Linked DNA regions of Sus scrofa: all the other regions are linked to region 1. The links are chromatin contacts, called in public HiChIP or PLAC-seq maps. All regions are on one chromosome and are shown on one strand. Each heading gives the region's core, a stretch centred on a gene start, on an enhancer-like site or on the middle of the called end of the contact. The rest is flanking DNA. Distances are from core to core; before and after follow the strand shown. Region 1 holds the start of ALKBH5 (RNA demethylase ALKBH5). Region 2 holds the start of TOM1L2 (TOM1-like protein 2). Region 3 holds the start of TOP3A (DNA topoisomerase 3-alpha).

Region 1 (4,036 bases), core at 861-3,360:
ACCCGGGAGGCGAGGGAAGTGGAGGAGGAGCCGGAGCGCAGGGCCCAGCAAGTTACCCCTGCTGACTGCCTCTGCCCCGGGGCGAGGCCTTCCGGGTTTCAGACAGCACGTGGGCCATGTGAGCGAGGTGCCAGTGGAACCAGATGGGACAGGCCAACCCCCCCCACTGCAGATTCCTGAGCAGGATGATAACTGAGGGTGGAGTTTGGGGAGGGCTGGTCCACAAGCAGCGGATAACCGCGACCCTGGGGCTTTAACAGCTGCTCTGGTGCCTCAGTGGCAGCTTCAGCAGGCTGAGCCCCACCCTCACCCCACCAGAGGTAAGGATCCCCCGAAAGGCAGAGCAGGAAGACTCAGGGGTGACAGGAGAGTCAGTCCTTGCTGCCTCCCCCCGACCCAGAAAGACAGGAAGTCTGAGCGGCCGTGGGGAGAGCCAGAGCAGGAGTCGCCAAGCCCCAGGGTTCCCAGCCTGGTGCGGGGTGAGAACGACGCAGGAGGGGAGCGTGGGCACAGAGACAGTCACGGCCTGTCTTCATGGGCACAGAGGTGAAGCAACTAACAGTTAACAGGCCCAGTTAGGATTCAGATGCAGGTAGGGGGGCTCCAGAGCTGTGCTGCCTGTGACACAGGCTGGCTTGGCGAGGAGGGTCCCTGGCTGCAAATGGTCGGAGTCAGGGAGGAGCGCCCGAGGGTGGGGGAGCCCTGGGGAGGAGGTAGGCCCCAGGTTTGCCTGCATGAGCCGAACTGGGCTCTACCAGGCTCTTTGGGAGTACTTTCTGATTACTGAGGTAGTGAGCTCCGTGCCAGGAGGTGTGAGCAGGGCCCGATGCCCCCTGTTGGAGGCCAGTTTAGAGGTGGACACTGGGCTCTGGAAGGGCCTGAGGCTTCACAGCCAAACCCCCAAGGTGCAGACCGTGGGCCCCTGTGCTGGGGGGTCGGTCACACAGAATGGCCCAGACCCCCTGGCCACCTTCTAACCACCTGCAGCTGCCCTCCTACCCCACCACCAGCGGTGCCACCTACTGCTGCCGCTTGGGGGGGTCCCCTGGGTAGGGGGCTTGGGGACAGTGGCCAGGCATCCCCCTCCCACAGGCCTTGCTGGCCTGTCCTTGCCAAATCCCCAGCTCCCAACGGGACTTGAAGGCCTGTCAGCTTAGGGCGAGGAAACAAGCTGAGACTTGAGGGCAGCGGTCCATCTGCTCAAGGAACGGGACTTCATCCTCACAGCACCATACACGTGGGCCCTGCACTGATGTCATTCTCGTTTCAGACCCACAAGAGCGAGGCTCGAGTGAGGAAGCCACGCGCCCAGGGTCCTACAGCCGGTCAGGGGGTCCAGACCCAAACACCCATCTGCCAGGTTGCAGGAGCTGGAGCTCAGGCTCCGCGACAAGCTGGCGGCGGTGGGTAGACAGGGCGCAGAGGCAGCTGGCCGGGAGCACAGCGGCCAGGGAGGCGAGGCCAGGAAACCCAAGAAGCGCTGCATCTCAGTGCCAACCTGGGGAGGCTGCTAGACAGGGGGGAGCTGAGCCTCAAAGAGCCACAGTGAAGGAGAGGGCGGGAGGGACGGGCATCCCGGGCGGAAGACCCAGGAGGGGCGAGGGCGACCCCGCGTGCAGGCCCGGCGGTCAGGCGGGGCCGCAAGGGTCTGAACAAAGGCCTGGGCGCCGGGCAGCGCCGCCGCCAGCGCTCCAGTCCCGGGGCTCCCCCGGCGTCCTGGGGGCTCCGGCTGCGGAGGGCCGCGCACGCGCCGCCCCGCCGGGACGTGACTCGGGCAACGTCCACGCCGGGCGGCGGCGAGGGGGCGGAGTCTGCGGCCGACGGGGCGGGGCTCTGAGCCCCGCAATCTGAGCGTTTCCTTGCGCGTTGAGGGCTTCCCTCCGGTAGGGCCTCCACTCAGGCACTCACTTAGCCACCTGGTCAGCCTTCGGAGGTCCTCGCCGCCCGCCCGCCCGCCGCTGATTAGGTGACGGACGCAGTAGCCAAGGCGACCGCCGGATTGACAGGCAGAAGCGCCAACCAGCTTCCGGAAGCTGCCGTCTGGGCCCGCCCGGCCCGTGGCCCGCGGCCCAATGACAAAGTGGAGGCCCCAAAGGGGCGGTGACGGGGCAGCCTGGGTTGTGGCGGTTCCCTGGTGATTGCGCGCTGGGGACTGAGGCGATTTGGGGCATTCGGGCGATGCCGTGACGCAGCGTGGCGACAGCGTCGACGGCGTGAGCGCACCCCTGTGGAGGGAGCCCTTCGGCCGCGGGGTGGCGCGGAGAGGAGGCAGGCTGCCGCTCGGGGTGCTCACGGAGCCCCTCAGTGGGTGGGGGAGGGGCGGCGGACGGCGAGCGGCGCCTGTCTGCGCGTGCGCCGGCACCTCCGCTGACCCAGCCGCACGCGCGCGCATGCTCGCTGCGCGCGGAGCCGCGGTGGCCGGCCGCACTGCGCCTGCGCGCGGAGCAGCCCGCTGAGGAGCGGCGCTGGCGGACGTCGGGCGGGCGGGCGGCGGTGACGTCGTGAGGAGCGCTTTAAAGTGCGGGCCGGGCCCGGCGTCCGAGGGTCTGGCCGGGAGTCGGGCCGAGCCTCCGCGGCCGCCCCGCGCGGCATGAGGCCTTGCTGGCGCCCCTGCCCCCCGGGACGCGGACGAGGTGGAGGAGGAAGCCCCGTCGTCGCCGCCTGACCCGCCGCCCCTGAGGCCGCCGGCGCTGACCCTCGACTCCCCCGCCGGGCGGTGCGGCCCCTGCGGCCCGGGGCCCGGGCGCGTCCCCCAGAGCCATGCCCGGCCGCCCCGCCCGCCGCGGAGCGCCCTAGAGCAGCGGCGCGGGGGCCATGGCGGCCGCCAGCGGCTACACCGACCTGCGTGAGAAGCTCAAGTCCATGACGTCCCGGGACAACTACAAGGCCGGCAGCCGAGAGGCCGCGGCCGCCGCCGCCGCCGCCGTGGCCGCCGCCGCCGCCGCCGCCGCCGCGGCCGAGCCCTACGCGGCGCCCGGGGCCAAGCGCAAGTACCAGGAGGACTCGGACCCCGAGCGCAGCGACTTCGAGGAGCAGCAGCTGCAGAAGGAGGAGGAGGCGCGCAAGGTGAAGAGCGGCATCCGCCAGATGCGCCTGTTCAGCCAGGACGAGTGCGCCAAGATCGAGGCCCGCATCGACGAGGTGGTGTCCCGCGCCGAGAAGGGCCTGTACAACGAGCACACGGTGGACCGGGCCCCGCTGCGCAACAAGTACTTCTTCGGCGAGGGCTACACGTACGGCGCCCAGCTGCAGAAGCGCGGGCCCGGCCAGGAGCGCCTCTACCCGCCGGGCGACGTGGACGAGATCCCCGAGTGGGTGCACCAGCTGGTGATCCAGAAGCTGGTGGAGCACCGCGTCATCCCCGAGGGCTTCGTCAACAGCGCCGTCATCAACGACTACCAGCCCGGCGGCTGCATCGTGTCTCACGTGGACCCCATCCACATCTTCGAGCGCCCCATCGTGTCCGTGTCCTTCTTCAGCGACTCCGCGCTCTGCTTCGGCTGCAAGTTCCAGTTCAAGCCTATCCGGGTGTCGGAACCCGTGCTTTCCCTGCCTGTGCGCAGGGGGAGCGTGACTGTGCTCAGGTAACCACCTGCCTGGGAGGAGGGGGCGGCCGGTGGGAGCCCGCGTTTTCCGCCTCTGACCCGTTCTGTTCTGGGGGCGGAGGAAGGGGTCTGCGTTTAAAACACGTGCGTGAAGACAGCGGGAAGCAGCTCTGGAATTCTCTATCCCCAGGGCAGGTTAGACGGGATCGCGGACTTGACCGACAGCCACCCTCAGGGCGTCTTTCCGGAGGCTGGTTTTAGGAGTCTCTTTACCTTTGTGATTTTAGCAAGTGCGCTTTCCATTCTGAGTCTCCGTTTTCAACTCTGCTTTTTAAAAAAAAACTGGTTGGAGTTATGCCCCCACCGTCTTTTCCCTCTGTCCTCCCTGGTTTCTTTAACGGAGAACAGTGTTCACGGATTCCTCAACAGAAAACGATCCCCACAGAGGGAGGTCCCTGAGAGTGTTCAGTTGTTAAAGGTTCTCCATTCCT
Region 2 (4,036 bases), core at 919-3,418, 120 kb before region 1:
CCCACACACCCCCAACCTGCCCCAGGCGCAGGGGCCTCTTCTCTGCCTGGGCGGTTCCCACCCTCACAAACAGCCCTCAGTCTCAAGGGCACAGGGCCCACTCCTCCGGACCCCCTGGCAGCACTTCTGTCCCCTGAGCACAGCTAAGGCGGCCTTCCTTCTGTCATCACTGTCCCATGCATCTGTGTTCCCTCCCTGACACCAGCAAGCCCAGCTGTGAAATCCGGGTCCCGCTCGCTGGCTGAGCCTCAGTTTCCCCATCCCTAAAGCGGGAAGGACAATAAAACCCACTTCACGGAGCAGCTGCACAACTGCTGGGGGATTCGGCTGTTACCCGATGCCGGCGTGGCTGCTGTTTCCCTTCTGCGCTGCCCTGCGAACGGCCCCCGGCACGTGCTTTTAAGGAACACTACCCACACGACGCGTCTCGAGAGTCAATTCTACACTCAGTCACAACAACGCAAAACATACCCAGAGCCTCCTCGCGGCCTCTAGGCATCTACCCGAACGGAAGTGGCTCACTGGCAGGGAGGAGGCTCCGCTCCCTTCGTGGTCCAGGGTCCCGTTCGAGGGCCGGCAGACCCGGGGGCCTGTCCAGAGGTGGGCTGGCTGTCCCACACTCCAGAGAGAAGATTCGCCTGCCTGAGTCATCCTGATAATAACGGCGGCAGCTCCGACGAACTGAGCCTCGACTGTGTTCCAGGCACATCCATCATCTCACCGAAACCCGCACCACCCTGAATACACAGCACCCTGCCTCCACTTCCCTCTGGAGCAAACCCAGGCTCAGCGGGGTGCCCAGGATTTGGGGGTCCGGGGCTGAACTGGGCGTGGCGCCAACGCAGGTCTTCCCGAGGGAAGCCTCACGCTCTCTGCACCTGCACACCCCTCATATCCGCACGTTTTAAATCCTCTTTAACGTACACACCCCGTCAACGACCTCGGCACTTCAAAGGTGCAGAGCTTCTTACTGCACAGGAGCCAGAAAAAGGGAAAAAGCTCCCCCCAAGTCCACGGGTCCCTCCGACAGCTGACGGGAGTTGGCTTCCCAACTGAGAAATGAGTTTCTGGAATCAGGATGCAGCGGGGGAGCAGCTGAGGAAGAAGGAAGGGGCAGCAGTGGGCACGGGCCAGAAGAGACTCATCCAGCGCCCAGTCCGTCACCACGTCGGAGCCCCCACACCACGGACACGAGAAAGGCTCCCAAACGCCCGCCGGCCCACCCGAGATGCCTCAGGGCTTTCCCAGGCCCCGGCAAGGCTGAAAAGTAGGCAGAAAAGAACCACGTCACCACTGACCCAGCCAGGCTGGCGAGGACGCCAAAGGTCCCTGCTCACCAAAGACGTTGTTCCAGACCTTCCTCCAACCAGCAGGATCCAGTTTTCAAAGAAACCAATCAACACTCTTGACCGAGGGCACTCGGCCTAAGCTCCAGCCTCGGCTGGAAAGGCAAGTTGCTTTTTGCAGCAAGCAGAGTCCACTGGCCCCCGGCCCTCTGGTGGTCCTCACCCACACCTCGGGCGCTCCCCCGGGGATGCTGGTCATCCCGGCGCCCACACAGGCTCAGGCCGGCGAGCACCCCTCTATCTGTCCCCGAAGATTTCCGCGTTGGCAAATGTAAGAACGCGCGGAAGCAACAGCCGGGGGCAGGGACGAGCACAGGGGACATCAGCTCCCGCCTCTGACAGACGGGGCACTTCAGACCGGACCGGGCAGTGACTCGCACAAGGTCACAGGGGGTCGGCGGCCAGGCCCCGCGGGCGCCCCGCGAGCAGGCCGCCCCCTTTCCCGAGGTGGGGCAGGTTGCCCCCCACCGTGTCCTCAAGAGCGCGCCGGCCTCCCGCTCCCCCGAGGGCTGCTCGACCCCGGCCGGCGCTGTCGCGGGGGGGAGGGGGGTGCTGGGCCCTGCCGCGCAGGGACGCGCGGAGCCTCGCCCAGGCCTCGGGGCGCCGCTGTGGGGGCCTTACCGAGGCACTGCCCCACCGGGGTGCTGAACGGGTTCCCCAGGAGGAACTCCATCTTGGGCGGACGGCTCGGCAGGGGCCGGAGCGAGTCAGCCGCCGGGTCTCCGCGTCCCCCGCCGCGCTCCCGGCCAGACTGACACTTGCCCCCGCCCCACCCTCCGGAACGCCGGCGCCCGTCCCAGCCCCACCCCGCCACGTTACTATTGGGCGACGGCTGCCCTGCCCTCTTCCGATTGGCCCCTACACCTCCCTCAGCGAATCCCCGCCCACCCTGCCGCGTCCGATTGGGCGGGGTCGCGAGCTAGGTCACAGGAATCTCCGTCACCTCCCCTGGCCCGCCTCCGAACGAAAGTCTGTGTATGTTGATTCACCTGTATATTGGTCAATCGAAGGAGTCCTTACTGTTATTGGGCAAAAGACGAGTCAGTCACGTAGGTAGGGGGCGGGGATACCAAGTTCCCCGCCCGTAGAAACCGCTGATTGGACAAGTATTTGTTTTCTCTACAGCGGATTGGTGCCGGGAGGCTTTCCCCGCCCAGAAATGTGATCACGTGGCCGTCAACTTTCACCCAGGATGTCTAGCCCCAGACTCTCCCTAGCAACGGAGTGCGGCTCCTGGTTCCCCTAGCAACCGGTCGCTGAGGAAAGGAGCCCGCCGGGAACTGCGCAGAAGCTGAGAATCTGGGGCTGAAACTCAAAGGCTGCGGGAGGACCTGACCTTTTCCCGGAGGAGCCCGCCGGCCGCCCCACCTGGAGGAGGGCCCAGGCCCCCTGGCAGCCTCCTCCCGGCCTCGGTGGAAAAGGACCTGGGGAAACGTTCCCTCTGGGCACAGGCCCCAAATACACACAGGCCTCCAACCCAGAGAGAGGTACCCTGGCCTAGCGATACCTCTTCAAGAGGGCATCACGGACCCTCGCTCCCACCTCTCCACTGCCGCTAACTTGTTCCTCTTGCTTAGTTAGACCTAATCTTCCTCTTGGTGAAGACTTGTGGCTTTGGATGTGGATGCCGAGTCCATGTCTGTCCCTTCCCCAGCCTCAGTTTCCCTTTCTGGGAAATTAGGGCTTTAGGGCTCCCCTCTCTCATGGCTCCTGGAGCTGGCCTGTCATTTAACACCAAGTGTGCACTGGCACCCAGTGACATAGGGTAAATGGTGCGTTTTCTCTTTCTGATTCATGGCCAATAGGGGCTCTATTTTTCAGGTCCAGTTGGACAATTGTTTTGCAGGACAATTCTGGATCTGGTTCTCTGTGAGGAGGCGACTGTGGTGACAGTGGGGTAAAACTCTCTGCGACTTCCCCCACCTACAACGACACTATTGTCAGGCAAGTCACCAAGGACCCTTGATGGGTGGTAGATTATAAACTCCCCGCAGCTGAGCTGCAGAGGCTACACAGAACACTGTGGGCACCAGGGCCGTGGCGAGGTCACAACCGTGGTTGTGGGGCCAAGAGGTGCAGCCTTGCTGGTGGGTGCCAGGCAGGCTGGGTGCCCGTGGGGCCCTGGAGCAGCCCAGGTGCGGCAGCCAAGGGTGGGAGGGGACCGACCTCAGAGTGTCCGTGGCCACCATGACGCCCCAGGGCGCTGTGAAAGGACCCCAGCCCGACCGCCAAGGGAGGCCGGGAAGCAGCCTGGGGAAGAGACATGGTGTTTTCCAGGGAGGATGAGCCGCCTGGGGGACGTGGAGCCCAGGGTGATCGACGACCACATGCTCAAGCAGGCCGTGGGGGAGCAGGGCCCCCAGGAGGAGGCTGGGCAGCTGGCCAAGCAGGAGGGCGTCCTCTTCAAGGACGTCCTGTCCCTGCAGCTGGACTTCCAGAGTGCGTATCCTGGCGGGGCGGGCGCCGGGCAGCCCCAAGTTCCTGCCCAGTCCGTGGTCCTGCCGGGGCAGGAGGCGCAGGACCAGCACCAGGGGCTGTAAAGCGCTGGGTGCCCTTAGCTCTTGAGCACCCAGAGCCCCCCGACTCTGAATACGAGCAGGAAAGGGGACATTCTCCCACTCTCCCACTCGTGGACCACTTGGGCAAGTTCCCAAGGGCGGGGGAGCTTAGGAAGGTGGGCCCGCGTGGTC
Region 3 (4,036 bases), core at 1,063-3,562, 87 kb after region 1:
CTGCAGGCCGAGACCAAGAAAAAAAAGAAAACAGAAAACAAAGAAAAAAAAGAAAGAAAAGAAAAAAAACAAAACAGAGTTCCTGTCGTGGCTCAGTGGTTAACAAACCCGACTAGGAACCATGAGGACGCGGGTTCGATCCCTGGCCTTGCTCAGTGGGTTAAGGATCCGGCATTGCCATGAACTGTAGTCTAGGTCGAAGACGCAGCTCGGATCCCGAGTTGCTATGGCTGTGGTGTAAGCTGGCGGCTATGGCTCTGATTTGACCCCTAGCCTGGGAACTTCCACATGCCGAGGGTTCGGCCCTACAAAGACACACACACACAAACAGAAAGAAAAAAAGAAAGAGGGGAAGAAAAAGTGTTGACGAAATGTGGAGAAACTGGAACACTGACAGTGTGCAGTGTTTTAGCCACCGTGGAAAAGTCTGGCACTTCCTCAAAAGTTAAACGTATAGTTAACTTATGACCCAACAAGCGGCTCCTGGGAATGTCCCCCAAAGAACTGAAAACAGGTTTTCAAAGGAGAACTCGCGCATGTTTGTTTACAGCAGCTCCACTCCCAACAGCCAAAACCACCCCGCTCACCCTCCCACTGAAGGATGGATAAACACGGCGGATCCATCTCCCTGACTAACACACTAACACACGCCGCAGGGTAAACGGATTCCAAAAATGCCAAGTGAAAGAAGCCCAACACAAGAGGCCAGGTGTTACGCGAACTTTTTTTTATATGCAATACCCAGAAGAGACAAATTTCTGGGGACAGAAAGCAGACGAGTAACTGCCAGCAGCTGGGAGGAGTGGGGTGGGGTTTCCTCTGGGGTGAGAAACCGGGGACTCACTAGCGTGACAGATGCACGACCTGGGGAACATAGGAGATGTGGCCAAACTGCGTGCCCTCACACAGCAACCGGGGCGCTCTCAAGACGCACCCCTCTGGCTGTGTTCCCTGGCTCCTCCAGCCAGCAACCCACACCCCCAACGTCTCCGCTTTTGAACAGGCCCGCTCCACTGCCGGCTAAAACTTTCAAGACTGAGCCCAGATGTTCCTCCAGCAAGTACCTCCTGAGAGTCTCTTGTGCTCCAGACAGGTGCCAGGCACTGGGAACCCAGCAACTTGACCAAGCAGCCACAGCCCTCTCGCGCGGAGCTTGGAGTCCAGGGCCGGGTGGCAGGCGCTCGGAGAAGCAACCCGCGCACCGCGCCCTCTCTCTGCCGTTGTCGCTGCCTTCCCGGAACCTCGAGACAGCGTCTCATGAGCTGCCCTGACCCGGGCGGGGGGACGAATGGGAGGAAAAGGTTCCCCGAAGGATACGGACTTCAGCCCTGTGCAGGTGGGCCCGTCTCAAGCAGCCCAGAACCCCGTTAAGTTGGCCAAGACTCTCAGCTCCGGAAAAGAGGCGACGCTCTCAGTCGGGACCCGCACAACCTCGGCTCCTGTTCTCACTGTCCACACCCCGGCGACACAGGCCTGACAGCCCTGGGGTTTCCAAGTAAAAAGAGCTGGGGACTTCCACTCCGTGCTCTTGGAAACATCCAGAAAAGGTGCTTTTCAGGATGCACCTGTGCTACTGACAGACTGTCCCGAACAGCTCTCCGTGCCACCTCCTTCCCAAATCTTTCTCACCGGCCCTCTCCTCTGTGCCCCAGCAGCCGTCTCCCCGAATTCGTGCCGACGCCGCCTCCGACCCCCGGACGCTGAGGGCGGGGGAGCGGAGGGGTCCTGGGCTCGAGAGCACGTCGCGGGAGGCCGGCCAGACCTGCCCGGGCGGCTCGAGGGCCGGACGAGCCCCGCGCCCGCCGCCGCGCAAGGCGGGCCCGCGGTTTCCAAGCAAACGGCCGAGACGCTAAGGCCCTTTCCGCACGCCGGTCGGGGGGCCGCCGGCGGGAGCAGCGGCGCACGTCCCCGTCCCGCCCGCCCCGGGCCTCCTCACCCGCCGCACGCGGCCGCCGGCCAGCAGGTCGGCGATGCCCTTGGCAGCGTCGTTCTTCTCGGCCACACAGAGGATCTTCCGCGCGCCCCGGAGGGCCACCTCCATGGCGGCGCGGGTCAGCGGCCGGGTCCCAGGCCGCGGCAGCCAGCGGAGCGCGCGGCGGCCGGCCGCGAAGTTCATTCCCAGGCCGCGCGCATGCTGCGGGCCCAGCCCCGAGACCTGGCTTCGCGCCGCCCCGCCGCCCCGCGCGCAGCCCGCAGCCGGCTTCCGCCCGCCTTCTGGGGCGCTTCCGCGGGCGCCACCGCGCCGCGCCGCTCAATACAAGTCCCAGGCTGCCGCGCGCGCGCGGCGTCCCTGCCGCAACCCTCTCCTCCCTCCCTTTCCGCTCCGCCCTCGGGAGACGCCGCTCGGCACAGCGGAAGTCGACGCGCACGCTTCCGGGTCACGCGGCGCGCGACGCCGAGAGTCATGTGACGCCAAGATGGCGGCGCCGCGGTCGTTTGCTCCGGGTTGTGGTGTCCGAGGAGCCGCGACGGTTTCTACCCTCGGGCCGTAGGGGCCGCCACGCTGGGCTGGTCCGTGCGGCTGCCTGTAGCCCCGCGTCGGGCACCCGTTCCGGGCGGGGGGCGCTGCCATCGCGGTTGGGTTCTTGGGAGCGCCGGTGACCTCGCTGCAGGTGCCCTGCGCCGGCCGCCGTCGCCGGAGGAGAAGAGCAGCCGTCCCCCTGGGTCTTCCCGACCCGCGGAGTTCATGAGGCCTCCGAGGGCCCTAGAGGAGCCACAGCTCTGAAGGGCTGCAGGCGTTCGAGGCTTCAGGTGTGTGACAGGCAGCCTCGGACCCCTGAGGGCGCAGAGAAGACCGCGGGGACTTTACTTCCTCTTCCAGAGGCCTGGCTTCCACGCGTTGGCTACTCCCGCATTGTCTCCCACTTCCTTTCAATGTTCTCGCCATACACCTGGAAATATGATCAGCGCCCCTGACGTGGTGGCCTTCACCAGAGAGGACGAGTACGAGGAGGAGCCTTACAATGAGCCAGCCCTACCCGAGGAGTACTCGGTGCCCCTCTACCCCTTCGCCAGCCAAGGAGCCAATCCATGGTCCAGACTGTCCGGGGCCAAGTTCTCTCGAGACTTCATCCTTATTTCCGAGTTCTCTGAGCAGGTGGGACCCCAGCCCTTACTGACCATCCCCAATGACAGCAAAGTTTTTGGTACTTTTGATCTCAATTACTTCTCGTTGCGGATCATGTCTGTGGATTACCAGGCCTCCTTCGTGGGCCACCCCCCTGGTTCTGCCTACCCCAAGCTGAACTTCGTAGAGGACTCCAAGGTCGTGCTGGGAGACTCCAAGGAGGGAGCCTTTGCCTATGTGCACCACCTTACCCTGTATGACCTGGAGGCCCGTGGCTTTGTGCGGCCCTTCTGCATGGCTTACATCTCAGCCGACCAGCACAAGATCATGCAGCAGTTCCAGGAGCTTTCAGCTGAGTTTTCCAAAGCTTCGGAGTGCTTGAAAACAGGTAACAGGAAGGCATTTGCTGGGGAACTTGAAAAAAAACTGAAAGACTTGGATTATACCCGGACAGTGCTGCACACCGAGACGGAGGTCCAGAAGAAAGCCAACGACAAAGGCTTTTATTCATCGCAGGCCATTGAGAAAGCCAACGAGCTGGCCAGCGTGGAGAAGTCCATCATTGAGCATCAGGACCTGCTGGAGCAGATCCGCTCGTACCCTCGTCGGAAGTTGAAGGGCTCCGATTCGAGTCCTGGGGAGACGGGGCACACCCAGGGTCAGCCCAGCCAGGCAGCCACTCCCTCTGACCCTGACGAGCTGGCCGAGGCAAACCATTTCGCCTGCAGACCCGCCTACACCCCGAAACTCATCAAAGCAAAGTCTACCAAGTGTTTTGACAAGAAGCTGAAGACCCTGGAAGAGCTCTGTGACACCGAATACTTCACCCAGACCCTGGCTCAGCTCAGCCACGTCGAGCACATGTTCAGAGGAGACCTCTGCTACCTCCTGACCAGCCAGATCGACAGAGCGCTCCTGAAGCAGCAGCGCATCACAAACTTCCTCTTTGAAGACTTCGTGGAGGTCGAT

What was found. HiChIP or PLAC-seq counts read pairs in DNA pulled down with a chosen protein or histone mark.
Region 2: a contact with region 1 is called in an H3K27ac HiChIP or PLAC-seq map of alveolar macrophages. The contact joins the promoter of TOM1L2 here to the promoter of ALKBH5 in region 1. A contact is called at or near these places in 2 of 47 Hi-C or Micro-C datasets (embryonic fibroblasts and liver) and 1 of 2 datasets of contacts at active chromatin or transcription factors (alveolar macrophages).
Region 3: an H3K27ac HiChIP or PLAC-seq map of alveolar macrophages shows a contact between it and region 1. The contact joins the promoter of TOP3A here to the promoter of ALKBH5 in region 1. A contact is called at or near these places in 1 of 47 Hi-C or Micro-C datasets (liver) and 2 of 2 datasets of contacts at active chromatin or transcription factors (alveolar macrophages and skeletal muscle).

What each region holds. Positions count from the first base shown.
Region 1 is chr12:60,528,313-60,532,348 of Sscrofa11.1, reverse strand. It overlaps ALKBH5 (RNA demethylase ALKBH5), which reads left to right and starts at 2,110. Exons shown (of 4, transcript XM_021067995.1): 1 at 2,110-3,584. The coding sequence starts at 2,815.
Region 2 is chr12:60,650,285-60,654,320 of Sscrofa11.1, reverse strand. TOM1L2 (TOM1-like protein 2) reads right to left here and starts at 2,168. Exons shown (of 14, transcript XM_021068013.1): 1 at 1,968-2,168. The coding sequence starts at 2,019. DRC3 (dynein regulatory complex subunit 3) reads left to right here and starts at 2,500. Exons shown (of 12, transcript XM_021068003.1): 1 at 2,500-2,833; 2 at 3,193-3,290; 3 at 3,624-3,785. The coding sequence starts at 3,629.
Region 3 is chr12:60,441,868-60,445,903 of Sscrofa11.1, reverse strand. It overlaps TOP3A (DNA topoisomerase 3-alpha), which reads right to left and starts at 2,312. Exons shown (of 19, transcript XM_021067987.1): 1 at 1,937-2,312. The coding sequence starts at 2,116. It overlaps SMCR8 (Smith-Magenis syndrome chromosomal region candidate gene 8 protein), which reads left to right and starts at 2,379. Exons shown (of 3, transcript XM_021067988.1): 1 at 2,379-4,036. The coding sequence starts at 2,900.